Regions from separate parts of the Mus musculus genome. Here region 1 is linked to region 2. Evidence: chromatin contacts called from public Hi-C data. All regions are on one chromosome and are shown on one strand. Each heading gives the region's core, a stretch centred on a gene start, on an enhancer-like site or on the middle of the called end of the contact. The rest is flanking DNA. Distances are from core to core; before and after follow the strand shown.

The links. Hi-C and Micro-C count contacts between places; a contact is called where the count stands out from the background.
Region 1: a Hi-C map of muscle stem cells shows a contact between it and region 2, with 2.0 times the contacts expected there. The contact joins two enhancer-like sites. A contact is called at or near these places in 3 of 484 Hi-C or Micro-C datasets (adipose-derived mesenchymal stem cells, muscle stem cells and uterus) and 2 of 115 datasets of contacts at active chromatin or transcription factors (extraembryonic endoderm stem cells and fibro-adipogenic progenitors).

What each region holds. Positions count from the first base shown.
Region 1 is chr10:71,117,715-71,120,745 of GRCm38.p6, reverse strand. All of the region lies in intron 1 of Bicc1 (BicC family RNA binding protein 1), which reads left to right. Among named protein-coding and RNA genes, the nearest start is that of Bicc1, 40 kb to the left of the region's middle. Within about 2 kb of position 1,510, at least 67 of the 459 cell types and tissues checked have an H3K27ac peak or open chromatin away from gene starts, as enhancers often do. A contact at or near this core is called in muscle stem cells and uterus, where this site is marked.
Region 2 is chr10:70,965,692-70,968,519 of GRCm38.p6, reverse strand. The region is part of intron 3 of Bicc1 (BicC family RNA binding protein 1); the gene reads left to right. Among named protein-coding and RNA genes, the nearest start is that of Gm24486, 85 kb to the right of the region's middle. Within about 2 kb of position 1,384, at least 24 of the 459 cell types and tissues checked have an H3K27ac peak or open chromatin away from gene starts, as enhancers often do. A contact at or near this core is called in muscle stem cells and uterus, where this site is marked.

The DNA of each region.
Region 1 (3,031 bases), core at 261-2,760, 150 kb before region 2:
AATGTGTTGTTGCTTCACCTTCAAGATGAAGTTGAAGATTCTCCTGGCAGCGATGGAGGGAAAGGAAGAGGGTTTTCTGACCAGCCAGAGAATCATGGAGGAGAGGCATGTGTGCAGCCGCCTACTTGAGTGCTGAGAACCAAGCCGGGCTGTCCTGGGGAAGAGTCGCTGTGCATGTTAGCTGTTTTGTGTTAGCTGTTTGTCTTGGACTTCGCACTCTCTTTCCTTTGCTCATGCCTCTGTCACCGGCCCCCACCTTCTATCCACGAAGGATTATCAGAAGAGGGGAACTAAGAACCATGAGTAAACCATCCCGTTTGTACAAATAACAGGCAAATGTCAGGCTCTCTGAGAATGGAAAAGGTCTCCCCACAGCCGCAGGCTGCTGGAGCCTTCACCTTGGATTGGAAGTGAAGAGTATTGAGGCTGCCTCGCCCACCCTAGCTCCACTACCTTCTGCATTCTCAGGGCAGACGTTGGCTGGGTGCCAATCAAGATGTTCCACCTCTCCGTTAGTTATACGTAAGAGTACTCGGTTTGGGCTCTGTTGTGTTGTTTGTTTTTGTTTTGTTTAGTTTTGTTTTTCCTTACTCCAAATAGTTCAGCTTAGGAAACCACTGTGAGTGAGCCTAGCAAAACTCCAGCAGACCTGCAGATTGTATGTTCATTAAAAATACATGATGATAAGAGATACAAACTCAGAACCTAGCCTTATGCTTTGCCCCCATCAGATACGTATGTATATGTATTAAACCCTGTCTACTAACGAACACCAACATATTAATACATGCTCATATACATAGCCTTTCCTTTGGCCTCCATCAGAAGTTTTAAAACTGTCTCATAAGCAGTGTGTGTGTGTGTGTGTGTGTGTGTGCGCATGTGTGTGCATTTCAAATTTCAAATTGAGTCACACATGCAGAATACAGTTCATACATCCAGTAACAGTCGCTTACAGATGGCGTGACTCAACATTGTCTGTACAGTTTCCTGGAAGTTCCTCAGTCTAGAATGTCAGTAACTCACTGTGCAGGGTTGTTTTCCTCTTGCTGTAATCCCCCTTCACCACCGGGAACTCGTATCCCAGTCGTAATATTGAAACATTTCAAACGCTCCAAGCTGGAGCGGGGATGGAATGTCAGGAATGTTTGAGGGGGAAATACTTATTTTTATGAGTACTCTTCAAAACTATAGCTTTGGGAATTGTAATATAAGATGCTTGCCCAATGAAGCACAGAGAGCTGTAAACAGGCAAACATGGCCGCCTAGCAGGAAGCAGGGGCGAGGCAGGTATTCCTTAGTTTTTTTTTTTTTTTTACTCAAGAGAGCTACAAGCACGTTTGCCAGTGAATTTGTTTTAAAAACAACACACGTGGTGTCCGGTTCTGATGCCAGGGGTAGGAGAAATTATCTTTGGCTAATGTTATCTTCTGTCTTGCTTCAAAGCAGTGACGTGCACACAAGTTGCATGAGGCCTGCATGTGTTTCTGCGCTTTAGCTGTTTTCTCTTGGGCTTGGCTTCTCCAGGCTGGCCGGCCCTTGTAGTGAACTCTTCAGTGTGATAGGCTGGAGGCCAGGACTGGAGCAGCCACAAGGACTGGAACCTGGTGTTAAGGTGATAGTCAAACAGACAGCCACCGACTCTCAATCCACCACTTTCTTGGAGTGGGCTTTTCCTTCTTATAACTAGCTGTTGCCTGTTTGGTTTGTATGTGTTTACCTTTCCTTTAACTCTCCAGCCACGAGATATTTGAGTCACCAGGGTTTGGAATTGGTGCCTAATTTGTGCAAACATCGTGAGGGAACTTAAAGGTTAGGGAAGTTGTGTGCAAATGGGAAATCTAAACCAGAACCGTGTGTTCCCCAGACCGGAACCCATTTTAACCTGGAGTCACAAAAGCCAAATGCTAATTTAGCATCGACACTGCCTAAGCAGAAACAAATGCATATCGGGCCTGGCTTCGAGGCTCTCACAGACGCCCTGGCCTTAGGTGAGACGTGAAATAGGGGCGTAGGCACCTGTGTTGGCGAACTGCTTCCTGATGCAGTTTCTGTTTGAGGCTTGCAGAAGGGCCTCTGCTTTCCTGGCCCCCTTTTGTTACAGACATGCGTGCTGTATTCCGTTTTCCAGTCTATTCCATGATCCAGAAAAGGACCCCCACCTCACTGCTCTGGGCATGAAATGTTCATTTAAAGGGGAAAGGGATTATTCAAGCAGCTTGGTCATCCTTTAGACTCAAAAGCCTAAGCTGGGGATCCTTTCTAACGACCTTGGGGACATGGCTTTCGTCAGTTCAAAGGCCTCATCCAATACGAGCAGAGCGGCTGGGCAGTCTTTGCAACCAACCTATATTTTCCTATCAGTATTTCATGTATTTATCTATCTTGCTGATTAAGAAAACCTGCATGGTGGGCCTGCAATATGGCGTAGTAGGTAAAAGTGCCTGTAGCCAAGCCTTATGATACGAGTTCGAACCCTGGCAACCCGTGTGGGAGAAAAAGAGAACCTTGCTCCTGTGACCTTCACACACACATGCTGTGGCACTAGTGATATGCACACACATATAAATGCCAAAAAATTTAAATAAATGAAAGAAAAAAATGAAAAGGAAAGAAAAGAAAACATCCAATGTTTTTCTGAGATAAAGAAGAATACAGATTTTTTTATTAACTGTGCATAGCAAACAGGGTGGAGGGCTCTCAATGCTAAGGGAGCCCTCTAGGGCCAGGCTCAGCTGAAGAACATGCCTTTCCTGAGAGAGGTGAAGATTAACCCTAACCATCACGTGTGTCGGTCACAGGAGCCATGCTGAAACACTTGGAGAATAATTACAGGCACCGCAACAGGGAGACAGTTTAAGATGTTTTTGTGTGTGCCACTCGGATCGGGAGACGTATTTGGACACAAAAATGTTGACATATAGGGAACATTTTTGTGGTCGATGGGGGAAAGAATTAGAAACAGATTGGATGTGAAGTTTGTCCCAGAAAACCTAGGGCAAATGGCTGCCAGAGAGCAGTTTGAATCTTG
Region 2 (2,828 bases), core at 135-2,634:
AAGGCCATTTCCTGATGCTTTCTCTTTTGACTTCCTGGTGTCACCTGGGTGTCACAAATGGTTCTTTCTCAGAGTTTGAGCATCATCCTTCCAAAGACTACCTTGATAGGACCTTGATGTTGGGCTCTGTTGGGTTCAGACAGATGGGTACCCACCCAGTGTGGGATCATTATTCCCATGCAAACTAGGGTTTTGAATTTAAATATATCTGATTCTAGACAGCCTTTGCTCTCCTGTTGGCTATTGAGGTGGTAACCTTTCTTTTCTGTTTTAAACCAAGGCAGGCACGGAGGACCACGCCTTACCCTGAACATCATGTTAAGAGGTCACTTATCCTGACTCAGTTTATTGGGGTACCTGTTGGGAAAGAACCTTCCTTCACGGGCTCTAGGCTCTGTACTACTCTGTTCCTATTCTATTCTAAAAATCATCTGTAGTCAGGGCTCATCAGTCAGCTCAGGTTTTCTATCTTTTTGACAAAAGTGAGATGTTGCTACCTCAGCCTATGTAAAGCTTTTATTTTAAAAAAGCAAATGTCCTGCCTGGTTGTTTGTCAGCTTGATACAAGCTGGAGCGATCTGAGAGGAGAGGAACCTCAATTTGAGAAAAGGCCTCTATAAGATCAGCCTATAGGCTAACCTATAGTACATTTTCTTGAAAATGATTGACATGGGAGGAGCCAGCACACTGTGGGCGGTGTCACCCTGGGCTGGGAGGAGCCAGCTCATTGTGGGCGGTACCACCTCTGGGCTGGGAGAATCCGATCAGTGTGGGCAGTGCCACCCCCTAGACTGGTGGTACTATAAGCTTTAAAAATGCAGGCGGAGCAAACCATGAGGAACAAGCCTGTAAGCAGCACCCCTCCCTGGCCTCTGCATCAGCTCCTGCCTCAGGTTCCTGCCCCAACTTCCCTCGGTGATGAACTTAAACCTATACGCTAGAATAAACATCTCCAGTTGCTGTTGGTCCGTGGCGATTTTATCACAGCAATAAAAACCCTAACTAAAGTTCAAGTCTATCTCTGAGGTGTCCAGAGAGAAACTTAATTGTTCCACAGTAAGTATGAGCAGCCGCTGGTCGCCCTCATGTTGAATTCACCTCTGCTGATCCCCAGAGTCATTTGCCAACCTAAAGGAAATGCAATCAAATCTAGACCCGGGGGACGGACGGGGTCGTGTCAGTGATATCTCAGCTGTGACTCTGTTCAAGGAAAGTTTGAAGCCAAATCCCGTCAGCATATGAGACGCAATGCGTTTGTTTTGTGTCTTACAAAGCACGTTATTAGGGAAATACCAGCCGGGCGAGCTCTGTTTTCCATCTACTTTGATACCGAATCACACATTAGTGAATAAGGCAGAAGAGGAGGCCAAGCTGTGGCCTGGGAAGCCAGCTGCTGATCCACACCAGCTGTTGATCCACGCCAAGATCTCTGGGCTGCTCTCCCGCCCTCTGCTGGGGCAGAGGGCGCCGTGCCAGCACATTAGCATTAGGGTTCTTGGAAATGCCTTAGAGGTTAGATAAACTACATACAACAAGACAGCGCAAAACTGCAAAATAAAGATATCGGGTTAGTTTAGGTTAGTTTAAGAACATTATATGGTTCAGAGGTGAAACGCCTGGGTGGCCCCTGCAAGGGACCCTAGGCTTCTGCACCTGTGTGTCAGAGACTCCAAACCATGCATAAGCCCAGCCCCAGGGGAGTGCAGTCCCTCCTCCACGCCAGGCACACACCACATACACATAATTAAAAATAATAAAAATAACTTTTAGTAGGGGTCTTAGAAATACAGTAAAGCAATGTAGATTTGTAAGGAAACTAAGCAGTCTGACCCGGATCACCAAAGCTCCTGACAGCAACTTAATGGAGAGAGACAGAGAGACAGAGAGAGAGAGAGACAGAGACAGAGAGACAGAGACAGAGTCAGAGAGAGCTATGACTATGTGTTCTGAGGTTTGGTTTGTTGTTATGTATTATAAGGCTAGATTCTATATCCCAAGGTTTAATTTCCTCAAGAAGAAGAGATCCTCACACATGGGGCTGGAGAGATGGCTCCGCAGCTAAGAGCACTGACTGCTCTTCCAGAGGTCCTGAGTTCAAATCCCACAACCACATGGTGGCTCACAACCATCTGTAATGGTATCTAATACCCTCTTCTGTTGTGTCTGAAGACAGTGACAGTGCATTCACATGTATATAATAAATAAATCTGAGAGAGAGAGAGAGATCTCCTCACACATATACCAGCTTTTGTTGTGTAAACCTTGCCCCCAAGTTATCTGTGATTGGTTAACAGAAGAGAGGTAGGCAGGCCTTCCTTTCTTGGGCTTGGGGTCTGTCTTAGGGTTTTGCTGCTGTGAACAGACACCATGACCAAGGCAACTCTTATAAGGACAATGTTTTATTGGGGCTGGCTTACAGGTTCAGAGGTTCAGTCCATTATCATCATGGCAGGAGCATGGCAGCATCCAGGGAGGCATGGCGTAGGAGGAGCTGAGTTCTACATCTTCATCTTAAGGCTAGAAGACTGACTTCCAGGCAGCTAGGATGAGGGTCTTAAAGTCCACTCCCACAGTGACACTCCTACTTCAACAAGGCCACACCCACTCCAACAGTGCTACAACTTCTAGTAGTGCCACTCTCTGGGCCAAGCATATACACACCATCAGAGGGTCTAAGGCAGAGACCAGGAGGGGGGAGGAGAAGGAAGAAGGTGCCATGGGGTTGGTGGATCATGAGAGTATGGCCATGAAGCCTGGCCAGTTGGAGTAGGAGCGATCCAGGCAGAACATACCTCAGGGTTATTGACAGGGAAGTAGACAAAATAGCA